2 separate regions of the Anas platyrhynchos genome follow, and region 1 is linked to region 2. A link is a contact called in public Hi-C data. All regions are on one chromosome and are shown on one strand. The core of a region is the stretch at or near the end of the contact, and the rest is flanking DNA. Distances in the headings are between cores, read along the strand shown. Region 1 holds the start of CCDC13 (coiled-coil domain containing 13). Region 2 holds the start of NKTR (natural killer cell triggering receptor).

Region 1 (5,712 bases), core at 1,814-4,313, 130 kb after region 2:
GAAGTCCCTAACATCTTATCTTGGCAGTACTGCAAAGCAGCATCCCTGCATCCTGTTGAATCCCCTCCAGAAGCAAGTCCTGATTGGATTTGACACACTCAGAACCACTCTTCTCTCACATGTAGATGTACGTGAACAAAGGACAACGCAAATAAACCTGCAGTGTGCTACACCTGCTATGTCAAACGGGGCTTTTAAGTCCGTGCTGCTGGAAGCAGAGCTAAGCAACAGCTCCTGAACTACTCAGACCTCGGTTTCTGAACTGTAGGTGGCAGAGGAGCAGCCCCAGAGTTGCTGGGACTCTCTTGTACTCCATACCTCCTGCACCAAGATATTAAGGGAGATTCTAAACCTCCCCTTAAAATAAATCCAGACCTGAAGTGTGGGAATGAGTCTCCCTCTGCATTTAAAAAGATAAATGATTCAAATCTCCTCACTAATCTGTACATGTTATCAGAGAAAATGTTGAAGGGATGATGACAGCTGGCAGAGGTCAGACCAGAAGCTTACACTGCTCAATCAGCCAGCCACAGAGAGGGACTCGTGTGTGAAGAAGGGAACGGATGGTGCAAGGAGAGCACCAGGTTATTTCTGGAAGCTCAGCTCCCTGTTTTGCACAACCACGTTCCCAGAAGCACCTGAAAGTTTCAGTGGCTCACTCACAACCTCCCCGCATCATCACAGGAGCCCTGCTGCAGCTTCTGTACTCAGACATTCGAGGAAGCAATTGTTAGAAACAAGCTGAGCAGGGAGCTGCCCAGAGTAACACAGAAGGAAGATCAGCATTTAGGGCCCAATAAACCTGGCTTATGGCCTGATAAACCTTGGCAGAGGTGCCCTTCCCCGTATGGATTCTGGGAGGGAAAACTGTCTCAAAGGTATACAGCTACCTGCATGTACCACAGCACGTCACCCTGTCGTGACGCCAATAAAACAGCTTGTGGGGTTAAAGCTGTAACCTGGATCACTGAAATGACTTGAGATAAAACTACCCTTGCCCAGAAAGGGAATGCAATTTCCAGCAGAGCCCTGAAAACAGCTGGGTCAGCACAGTCGCAAGTAGAGAGCAGAAGCAGGAATTGCTCAGGCTGCCTTCGCCACTACCAGGGAGCAAATCCCAGAGTAGCCAACACTGTGCTAACTGCAGACACCTCTGGGATGTGCCCAGTTCCAGACCTGTCCCAGTCTGTGAAAACAAATTAATTAGGTCAGAAGGAGACACTGACTACATCCTAGGAGGAGGATGAATGATCTGAGCTGTGGCTCCAAATCTGGTCCAGTAAATTGATTTCTGCACTCGGCTCCAAAAGCAAGATTCAGGAAGAGCCACAGCAGAATGCCCAGTGTCCAGACAATCCAGATACTCACCCGTGGGTGAGATAAGGCCCAAACCCTTGCCACCAGGAAGATTTACAACCCTGACTTGTGCATCCATGTCATGTATCTTACCTGTGAGGCAACCCTACCTATAAGACTCTTCTATATTTCATCTCCTGTGGTTGTCTTTTGACTTACTCAATCATGTCACGCGGCACAGGTACATGGGGAACACTGTTCTGGGCTGCAGGCCTTTGGCTTGAACCCATTAGCTGCATGACGCTTTGCACATCCTGGTTTTTGGAAATTACTGGTGTAGGAAACCTCTTTACAAGGTTAGGCAGGAGCTAACCAGTAGCTCAAAGGGCGCTGGTGATTGTGGAGCGACTGGAGGTGGGCAGATGGCACTTAGCGCATCGCCTTAACCCCTCCATCCTTCCTTCAGCTCTTCGTTTGTGAAACTCTGAAAACAAAGAGCACAGAGCAGTGCTCTGAGGCTAAATAGATTAGTGAGTGAGGCTGCTGAAAGCCTAACACATGAAGATAAAGCGCTCTGTCACTGTGAGTTTCATAAGATCATACGCCAAACATAGTTCTGTGACCTCCTGAGGGAACAGTGCTGCTACACCTTTACCTTTTGCTGTCATCTTCAGTTACAGGTTGCTCTGTTTCAAACAGGTTTAGATCATTCGGGATGCCGAAAGTCTCCTTTGCATCGCCATTGTTAACCTTCTGACTGCTCTGCTTGTCCTTTTTCCTCTCCATTAGATTCTGCAGCTTCCTTTGCTGTTGTTCCTGAAGAGCCTTAAACTGGCTTTTAAAATGCTCCTGTGCTTTTAGGTCTGACTCCATGGTTTACTAAAAGCGTCGCAGGAAGAAAACGAAGAGCAACAGAGAGCAGAGATCAACAGCACATTCAAAACATCCTCTTCTAACAGCTGCTTTGTAGTTTTTCCACCCCGACCTTTGCAGTCTCCCTGCCACCTCCTCCTCTTCCTCCTCAGCCTCATGGCCTCGCTTTAAGTGTCCTTTTTGCCATAAGCGGCTTTCAAACAGAAAAGCCTTCAGGTCTTTTTCACTCTAGCGTTCAAAAAGCAATGCCTTAAAATGCTTTTTAACGTATCTGTTTAAAATAAACATTTTTAGAGAAGCGCAGGTTGGAGGAAAACCCAAGCAAACGGGGCAACTGCACCATGCAACTTTTGTTTTTTATGACTAAAAAGGACGCAGGCTGGTTGCAACTCAGGCCCACGCAGCTTTCCTCCCCAGGTTTCAAAAAAAGACCCAAATCCCCTAATTTTGGGGGCTAAGCTGGGTCCACCAATGAAAGATCTCTAGTTCCCCTAAACACCAGCAGCGTGGCTTACAACTTTCCCCTCAACTTCCGAGCAGCGAGTGCCACCCAGCGTGACCCAGCCGGGCACGGAGCAGGTCCCGAGGGCCCCACCGCACCTCAGCCCCCCCTCAGAGTGGGGGGTCCCGGCCTGGCTGCCACCAGGCCGCGCTGCCTCCCTCAGCCCCAAAATTTCATCCCTCGCCTCCCTCCCTCCCACGCCTCTCCCGGCCGCCTCCCCCACACCCTCTGTGCCCACCTACGCCGCCCCCCGCACCCCCCAGGCTGGCGGCGGCGCCCCCTGAAGCAAGGCCCGGGCCCAGGCTTCGGGCTCCCGGCTAGGCCGCGGCCTCATCCGGTTGCCATAGCAACGGGCGGGGCGGGCCCGGGCCGCGCATGCGCCCTGAGCCCGGCGCCGCTCCCCTCAGCGCGGCCGCCATCTTAGCGCCCTTGCCCCCTGTCCCTCAGGGCTGTAGGGCGGCCGCAAATAAGGGCAGCTCCGCCCGCCCGTTCTCCCTCCGCCCTTCTGAGGGAAGTTTGAGGTCCTCCATGGCAGCCCTGTGCCTTTTTTAAATTAAAAAGCCCTGTGGCTTTTTTAAATCTCTATGTACCCCCTCACGCAGTCCCCAACCCCCCCGAGGCTTTGCACCCAGGGGGAGCCCCGCAATAAATCCACAGTGAAACCTCCACCAGCTCCTCATCTCCACTGCTCACGCCCGTTTATTCATATCACACCTTATTCACATCCTATTTTATTCGTATCACACGCTGCTCTCAACAAATCACACCAGTGCAGGGCACATCTTGCTTTATTAGACCTCCTATTGTCACACTGCCACCATGGAATGTAAGCTAGTTGGAGAAAATCTTGCCCTTTTTTTTTTTTTTTAAACAAATTATCTTCATCAACAAGTTTTTGTGACTGCTGTTAAGGGCTTTAAGGGGTTCCTGCGTAAAATAACACTGGCGCTCTGCGGGGAAAGGTTTTACACCTCACAAAGTATGAGGGGGGCTTTTCGGATTCAAACATTTTAAAACTTCTGCAGTACCGTTCCCACAGAAGTCAGATCATACATTTTAAAAGCATTAGAACACCAAATCAAAGTGCATTTTAAATGTTACATTTAAATGTTACCCAGAAGAACACTGTAAATACAGTTACAAAATACAGTAATCTAAGCATCTGAAAACCTATAGTAAAAATAGGGAGCCGGTGTCTTCATTAACAATTAATAAATATAACATTTAAATAGCTGAAACACACCACATACTTATCTTATGCCTTAAATAAAAAAATAAAATAGATGTCTATAGATACCTTGGTATTTCAGAAGTCAGTGCTGCTGGAAGCTTCTAAATTACACAGCTGGAGGCTGACAAATATACAGGATAGGAAGTGCCAGCAGAACATTCACAGCATTCACGATGCTCTCTTACAGATGTGGCCTCTACCTAACAGAAGCTAGGTCAAACTTTGTCACTTTGGGCAATGGCAGCAAGGGAAGTCACCAACGGCAGGACTGAGCTCATGCTCAAGGGGAAGATAAAGTGATTGTACTCTACTATAGCCCCTAAAACTGCGATAGAGTAGAGTAAATCAAAAAGAATCAGACCCTGATACCCATTTTACCCACTATGCAATCATTTAGACTGCCAGCCTCGGGACAGCGTACCATACACAAAATAAAGGGCAATTCTCTCAAGCCACGTATTTTTTTCCCCTCAAGATCCCCTCAATATGAAGTTTCTAGCTGCAGTACACAGGCCACCACCAGCACAGACATTCGGGTTCTTCCATTATTCATTGGGCTTTATCACATACTCCCGTACCATTGAATACAGCACACCTGCATGACAAAAAAAAAGACAGTATTAGAAAGCTGGGTTAAATATGAAACAAAGGTTTCAAAACCTGAACACTGAAGTTATGAGCAACCAAAGTGATATTTCCCTTACTCCGTTTCATTTTCTTTTTAAACAGCCAAGATAAACACCACAGAATTTTTTATACACAGGAACTTTTCCTAGTTTAGTGGTATGAGGATCCCCAGCCAACGCTAGTTCCCTTTGCGGCCAAAGTCAAGCTTTGCTCTCAGACCTTCTGGGAATACAGCAGGGGCAAACAGTGCTTCATGGGCTATAAATTCACACACATACACAGCCAAAATACTAAAATAAGACCCAGGAAGTTGACTTTCCAGTGCACTAAGTTCAGAAACAGCAACATATTTACAAGGGAAAATATTAACAGCAGGTGGCCTTTTTTCTTATTGCCTCTCATTTCAATACCTTTAGGACCTCACACACTTTCCACCTCTGAAAGCAGTGGAAACTTCTAGTCCCAAAGTTAGTGGGGTTCAGTATTGAATATCTGCACTTAAATATTATGTGAACTCTAGGAAGAGTGAGCAACCAGGCATAAATATTGATATGTAGCAGCCTGAATGTTTCCACCCCGAGGGTTTTTAACACATGCTGATGTTACCCACCAGCAGAAGAGGTGTGAGAGGGTCTCCATGACCCAGAGGGCCCACCACAAGAACCTCCTGCTCGGTACCTACCACACGTTATTGCTCCCACCACGAAGCCCTGGGCTGCCACACGCATGTGGATCAGGTGAAGCGACATTTTCATGTTCCCTCGGTGCTTCAGTTTGTACAGCCCATAGCCCACCACCGCCACGAAGCCAGCCATCCCTACAAAGGAAGGAAGGCATTTATACGACTAAAAATCACCTCCAACACCTCGGTGGTGTTGATCTATCTAAACCAGAAATCCTGGGACTAAGCTTGGTTTTCTCCAACGCTATTTTTGCGTTTTCTTCCTTGTTTTCACCTGAGTGCCATCTCCTTTAACACACAGCAGGCAGAACGATTCCCATAGGTGTTAAAGCGCAACAGCAGCAGCTCACGGTGCGTCCTCAGGGTGTCACGGAGTTTCCTTGCTATTTTTTCAGAGGACACAAGCGCCGCTCGCTTTCTTAGAAGGAACCTCACACCAAGAACACGGCCGGGCTTCGGGCAGGACACTCAGTGCTGCTGGTGCACGGGTGCATCCCGACA
Region 2 (5,634 bases), core at 3,025-5,524:
GAGCTCAGTGAGCTGCGAGGAGGGATGTCAACAGTTCAGGTACTCAGAGCGATGGTTCACAGGAAATCCCTGGGGAAGGGATGTGTGAATAAACAGAACCACGGGGGAGCGTTCGGATGTGCGAGGTTACCAATGCCCCCAAAACCTGCCTGAGGAAATACGAGTCCCCAGATCAATGCTCTTTTCAGCAAAAGCAATCCTAGGACAAAGGTTTTGCTTGAGACATGGATTCCAGCTATGGCACAGCTGCATAAGTGTCCTAGGAGCTGGTCAGAGGCAGAAGAGAGAGAAATTCACTGGACCCGACTTGGTGTATGGGATCTGGTTTTATTTTACTCCTGTGCCCCCATCTCTATGAAGATATTCATGGCATTGCTAGGGGGCTAATAGTATATAATGCTCCGTGTATCGTGGACAGGAGCTTCCTGCTGCCCATATGCAGCCCATCAGCATCTTGGCATTCGGCATGTAGAAAAATGTCAGCTACTACTGACATGGTGTGGATTTTGATCAGCAGCCTAGAGCTGGCAGGTTTTGCTGTTTGTTACTTATCCTCGAGCCATCTCATTCCCTTTAACTCTCTGAACTCCTCTCTCCAACGCTGGCACGCATGGTTTTTAATTCAGTACCTTTTCACTGGTTAAGTTTGCTTAACAGAGAACTGCCTGTCGGCTTTTCACTTTTAGCTTTGTGTTTGCTCACCAGCAAGGCTTTTCATAATTAAAGCCATTTTTCAGTTATTCCGGCATGCAATATTTATACTTCAGAAAAAAATACCAAAGAAATGTTTTTGCATGACTGAACTACTGAAGGAAACACTCACAGTGCTCCTCTGTTCTTCCACAGTAACACAAGCTTTTAAATTTAGCTGTACAAATTTCTGGCTCTTTTATTCGGTGTCTCTCGACGTTCATCACTTGTGACCCTCGTGAAGAGCTCTGAGTCACTTCTCTCGGCACCAACACCTCGTATTCACACTGGATGAGATCCACGCGGGGCAGCTACAGAGCGAGATGAAGAATAAGCAGTCATGGAGTTGTCTCACAGAAGTATTTTGAGCACCACCACCACAACCAAAATGCTCCACATGATGGAAAGCTACATTGAAAATTCCCCCTCCTTCTTATCTAAAGTGCCTGCAAACCACAAATTAGGTAAGAAGCTAGTCAGCACCCAAGGAACACACCAGAGGTTTTTAGGACACCGGGCCCTCTATAATATTACAGTTGGCAAATTAAATCTAACAGCAATGGCAACACCTAGAATTGCATAAGAAAGAACTGATCAACAACTCCTTGCTCATAAAAAAGCTTGCTTTCAGTTTCAGACTCAAGCTCTACCCACAGAGATATCTTTTATCCACAAAGATAAACAAAAACCTCTATAAATACCTAAACATTAACCTCAAACCAATTAGATAGAGTTCTATGGCCACATTCACACTAATAATTACTAGGACAATCAAAGACACTTTGGAAAATAAAGACCAGGTCCCAGTTTGAACGTTTTCCCCCTGAATTGTACGTAGGTCGCAGAACCTAGTATTATTCAAAAGCAATTTGCCATCCATAACTCCGCTGCCTTGCCACACAGGCCATAATCCCCCTCCAACAGCCTGCGTCCACGGTCGCTGAAATCAATGGGGACTTTGTCGCTGCTTTCAATGGGCACAGGACATTTCCAGAACCGCATCTGCAGCGGTTCCCAGATAGGAACACCAGGAGTGATCTCCATTCGTTACTAAATGTTTCACGTTTCAAAAGACTGGCTTCAAATATGCTTTAGAAACTTTTTTTTTTTTTTTTAATGTCTTTCTTCCACCAGGCTGCATATTCATCAGGTTTAGTCCTAAAGATGATCTTAAGAGCTTCTCCCAAGGGACCAGAAACTTCTTTCTAATTTGTGTCTTTATTAAAATAATCACAGCTTGAAATTAACTTTTTCGTTTTAATTGCTCACAATCTTTGCTACTTGCATGAAAAGCAAGTAGCACATTTCCATGCCTTTTATGAGTCTTTTGCTTATTTCTTTGTCCATTTGCCTTTAGCAAGCAATTCACATTCCAAACACAGAAAAGCAAGAAACTGCAGGTAAGGAGAAATTAATTAACAGTTTATTTTAGCTCAGGAGAAAAAAAAAATCAAAACCATCAAAATGCAAACATACAGTATTTTTGTTTGGGAAGACCAGGGAAATCAAGAAGATTTATTTTCAATAGTTCATTTTGGAAAGGGAATCCTATAGACCTACTTAATTTCTACCTGATATTTCTACTTGAATACCTAGTATTAATTTCTCTGTAGCTCTGTTTCTCAGTTTCTAGTTTTAAAGTGAGGCAAATAATAACCTTCTATACTATAACGGCATTTCATAAATAGTTTAGGGCCAGGCAATGCTGCATTTTGTTTATGTTGTGTGATAGCCTACAATGCAGGTATCCCTAACAGCTCCAAAGACCAGCTTCTTTAGGGAGAGCTCACACAACCAGGTATTGGGGACAGTAAGAAATGCCAGAATCCGGCTGTTAAAACTTCATTGGATGCTCAGATGCTGTGGTGACAGCAGCCATAAAAGCCATAGATCAAGTACACCTAAAATAATTGCACTTTGTTACATTCCTATTGTCGAAACCATCCCTTGATCTCAGTGCTGCCACTGTTTATTCTCAGCACATTTCATTTTTCTTATCTAAGACCTCTGAATTTCTCTGTGGACAAGGACGTAAGTGCAGATACTGCTGCCAAGGAAAAGCACTGCAGTGAGTTCTGGTTTGTGCAACTTTTGAAAAACACTGAGAAACACATTGCTTCTCGGGTGCTGAGGGCTTAGTAAGGGTGTCCCTACTCCTCCGAAAGGTACAAGTCATATTATTCCAGAACCATTACGGTTGGAAAAGCCCTCCAAGATCATCTGGTCCAACCATCCCCTACCACCAATGCCACCACTAAACCATGTCCCCAAGCACCACGTCCAACCTCTCCTTGAACACCCCCAGGGACGGGGACACCACCACCTCCCTGGGCAACCCGTCCCAATGCCTGACTGCTCTTTCTGAGCAGAAATGTCTCCTCATTTCCCACCTGAACCTCCCCTGGCACAACTTGAGGTCGTTCCCTCTTGTCCTGTCTTTAGTTCTCTCTGAGAAGAGGCCAACCCCCACCTCCCCACACCTTCCTTTTCGGTACTTGTAGAGAGCAACAAGGTCTCCCCTGAGCCTCCTCTTCTCCAGACTAACTATTCCCCAGACTAAACCCATTACTTCCAAAAAGTCTTCTTTCAGGAAGTGATATGAGACATCTCTTGCACAAACTGGTGGGACTGTGGTTTAGATGGAGTCTTTACGAGATGTAGGTGCCATAGGTGGTGCAGGATACATGCTCTGCTGCCTTTCACCATCTCCCACAAAAAGATGACTCTGTAAGGATGCGAACAAAAGTAATTACACAAATGAGATGGATATGAGGGGACACATGAACAGCTGTTGTAAGCTGCTGGGCATCCTTGCTGTGAGGGATGCCTGAAGGATGTCGTGGGCTCAAAGTGAGCACGGGATTTATGGAGTTAGCAAGGAGGCTGGCACCTCTAACCTGAACAACTTGACAGTTCAGCAATTAGTAAAGAGCTTTGTTTCCAGGTCCTCGGATGGTCTAAGATCACAAATTTAACATATATATCCATGTCACAGATAACTAAAGGTAGGATAAGAGGGAATGGCCTCAAATTGTGCCAGGGGAGGTTCAGGTTGGAAATGAGGAGACATTTCTGCTCAGAAAGAGCAGTCAGGCATTGGGACGGGTTGCCCAGGGAGGTGGTGGCGCCCCCGTCCCTGGGGGTGTTCAAGGAGAGGTTGGACGTGGTGCTTGGGGACACGGCTTAGTGGTGACATTGGTGGTAGGGGATGTGGGACCTGATGATCTTGGAGCGATTTTCCAGCCCTAAGGGTATTTCTCTATATGAGACCAACACCAAACGGCAGAACCACAGCGCGGGGCTTAAACCCAACAAAACACCCCTTAAAAATTAAAAAAAAATAATAAAAAATAATAATTAAAAAAAAATCCCCCCTCAGCCCGGGGCACGCAACATGGCCGTGCCCCGCGGGGGTCTCCATCCCCTCAGGGAGCGGCGCGAAACCGCTGAGGCGGAGGGGGGGGGGTTGTGGAAAGGAGCAGGAGGGGGCGGAGCGCGCATGCGCACGGCGCGGGTTGAGGCGGGGCCGTGCCGAGCTGAGCCGGGCCAAGGGGCGGGGCCGGGCCAAAAGGGGGAGGGGGGGGGCAGGGGCTGAGGGGGGGGCGGGGCCTGCGCGCGGCCGGTTGATGGCGCCCGGGCCGGGGGGGGGAGGGCTGAGGGGGCGCGGAGCGGGGACAAAGCGCAGGGGCCGCCAGGTAAAAAAAGGGGGGGGGCCGCCCTATTTTATCTCGTTTTTTTCTCCTCCCGCTTTCCTCAAGGTGTTAAGGGGAGAGGGTGCTGCTCGCTGGGGCCGGGCCCGGCTGGTTTCGTCTCGGCTCGGCTCAACCCCCGGCTTTTTTTCTCTCCGTGTGGGCAGGTGGTGAGGGGGCAGCCATGGGGGTGCAGGACCGGCCCCAGTGCTTCTTCGACATCGAGATCAACCGGGACCCAGGTACGGGGGTTTATGGGGAGCAGGGGGGGATTTAGGGGGCTGAGGGGGCAGGGATTTGGGCGTGTGGGGCTGTGGGAGGGGGTCTGGAGGCTGTTGGGAACGTGCTAATTACCTCTAATTAACAAGGGGCTGCTCCCCTCCTGCACCAGGGTGGGGATAAGGGGCCGGTAGCTTTAAAACAACAAAAAGAAACGGCTCACAACTCCTCTTTTCCACACAGAAAGCGTGGCCGGTGTGGCTAGCTGGCTGCTGGCCCTGCCTGTGGGGGTCTGAGCCCTGCTGCTCTCTCCGGGCAGCCTCTCGTAGCCTCCTTCTGCTTTTGCTTTCATTTTCCGCCTCTGTCTTTCCTCCCCCCCAAGGACTTAGAAAATGGAGATTTAAAAACTCCGGCTGCGGGAGAGTTTGCGAATTTCCGTCTCTGGCTGGGATTTTCCATGGGGCTCCTCAGCTGGGGAGCCTCTCCTTGCTGTCTGTGTGCTCACAGCCCCACTCCTTCTTGATTCTCCCTCTTTGCTACCTTCTTGTCCCTCCTCAGCCTCCTGAACCCTGAAGGCAGCAGGTTGCCCCGTTTTCCCTTGTATCTGCTAGGATTTGGTGGCTGGTGCCGGCGAGGAATCACGCTGTTACGTTCCTGGTGGTGCAGAGCTTAAGTTACCTAGTGTAGGCACGGGGCTCGGCTCTGTTGCTGCCAGTATTTATTTTCCCTTTAAAGCAGGCTGAACATCAAATGCAGAGCCCTGCTGGTTTTATTGCACCCGATTAATCGCTCGTATTTTTGCAGGGAAGCATGTCAACGAATAAAACACTGGTGCAGGACTCGTGTGTAAGGTGCTTGTGCTACTGTATGCGAGCGTCTCTTTATTAATTTCCTACGCAACTCTATCTCGGGATGTGAAGTTGCATTTAAGAAACTTAAACATCACCCTTTGGCTGTGAGGTGACCTTCAGAAGCCGAATGAAGTGTGAATGATAGAGCAGTGCTTCCAGATGACACCAAGCGTTAACTCTGCGAG

What was found. Hi-C and Micro-C count contacts between places; a contact is called where the count stands out from the background.
Region 1: a Hi-C map of liver shows a contact between it and region 2, with 3 times the contacts expected there. The contact joins the promoter of CCDC13 here to the promoter of NKTR in region 2. A contact is called at or near these places in 5 of 8 Hi-C or Micro-C datasets (F1 follicle, liver, skeletal muscle and 1 more).

The regions. Positions count from the first base shown.
Region 1 is chr2:156,594,509-156,600,220 of IASCAAS_PekinDuck_T2T, forward strand. It overlaps CCDC13 (coiled-coil domain containing 13), which reads right to left and starts at 3,064. Exons shown (of 16, transcript XM_038173584.2): 1 at 2,910-3,064; 2 at 1,952-2,175. The coding sequence starts at 2,169. HIGD1A (HIG1 hypoxia inducible domain family member 1A) reads right to left here. Exons shown (of 4, transcript XM_038173588.2): 3 at 5,212-5,346; 4 at 3,345-4,497. The coding sequence ends at 4,448.
Region 2 is chr2:156,460,325-156,465,958 of IASCAAS_PekinDuck_T2T, forward strand. It overlaps NKTR (natural killer cell triggering receptor), which reads left to right and starts at 4,275. Exons shown (of 17, transcript XM_038173719.2): 1 at 4,275-4,385; 2 at 4,547-4,621. The coding sequence starts at 4,564. LOC140001645 (a long non-coding RNA gene) reads right to left here and starts at 2,905. Exons shown (of 4, transcript XR_011807135.1): 1 at 824-2,905.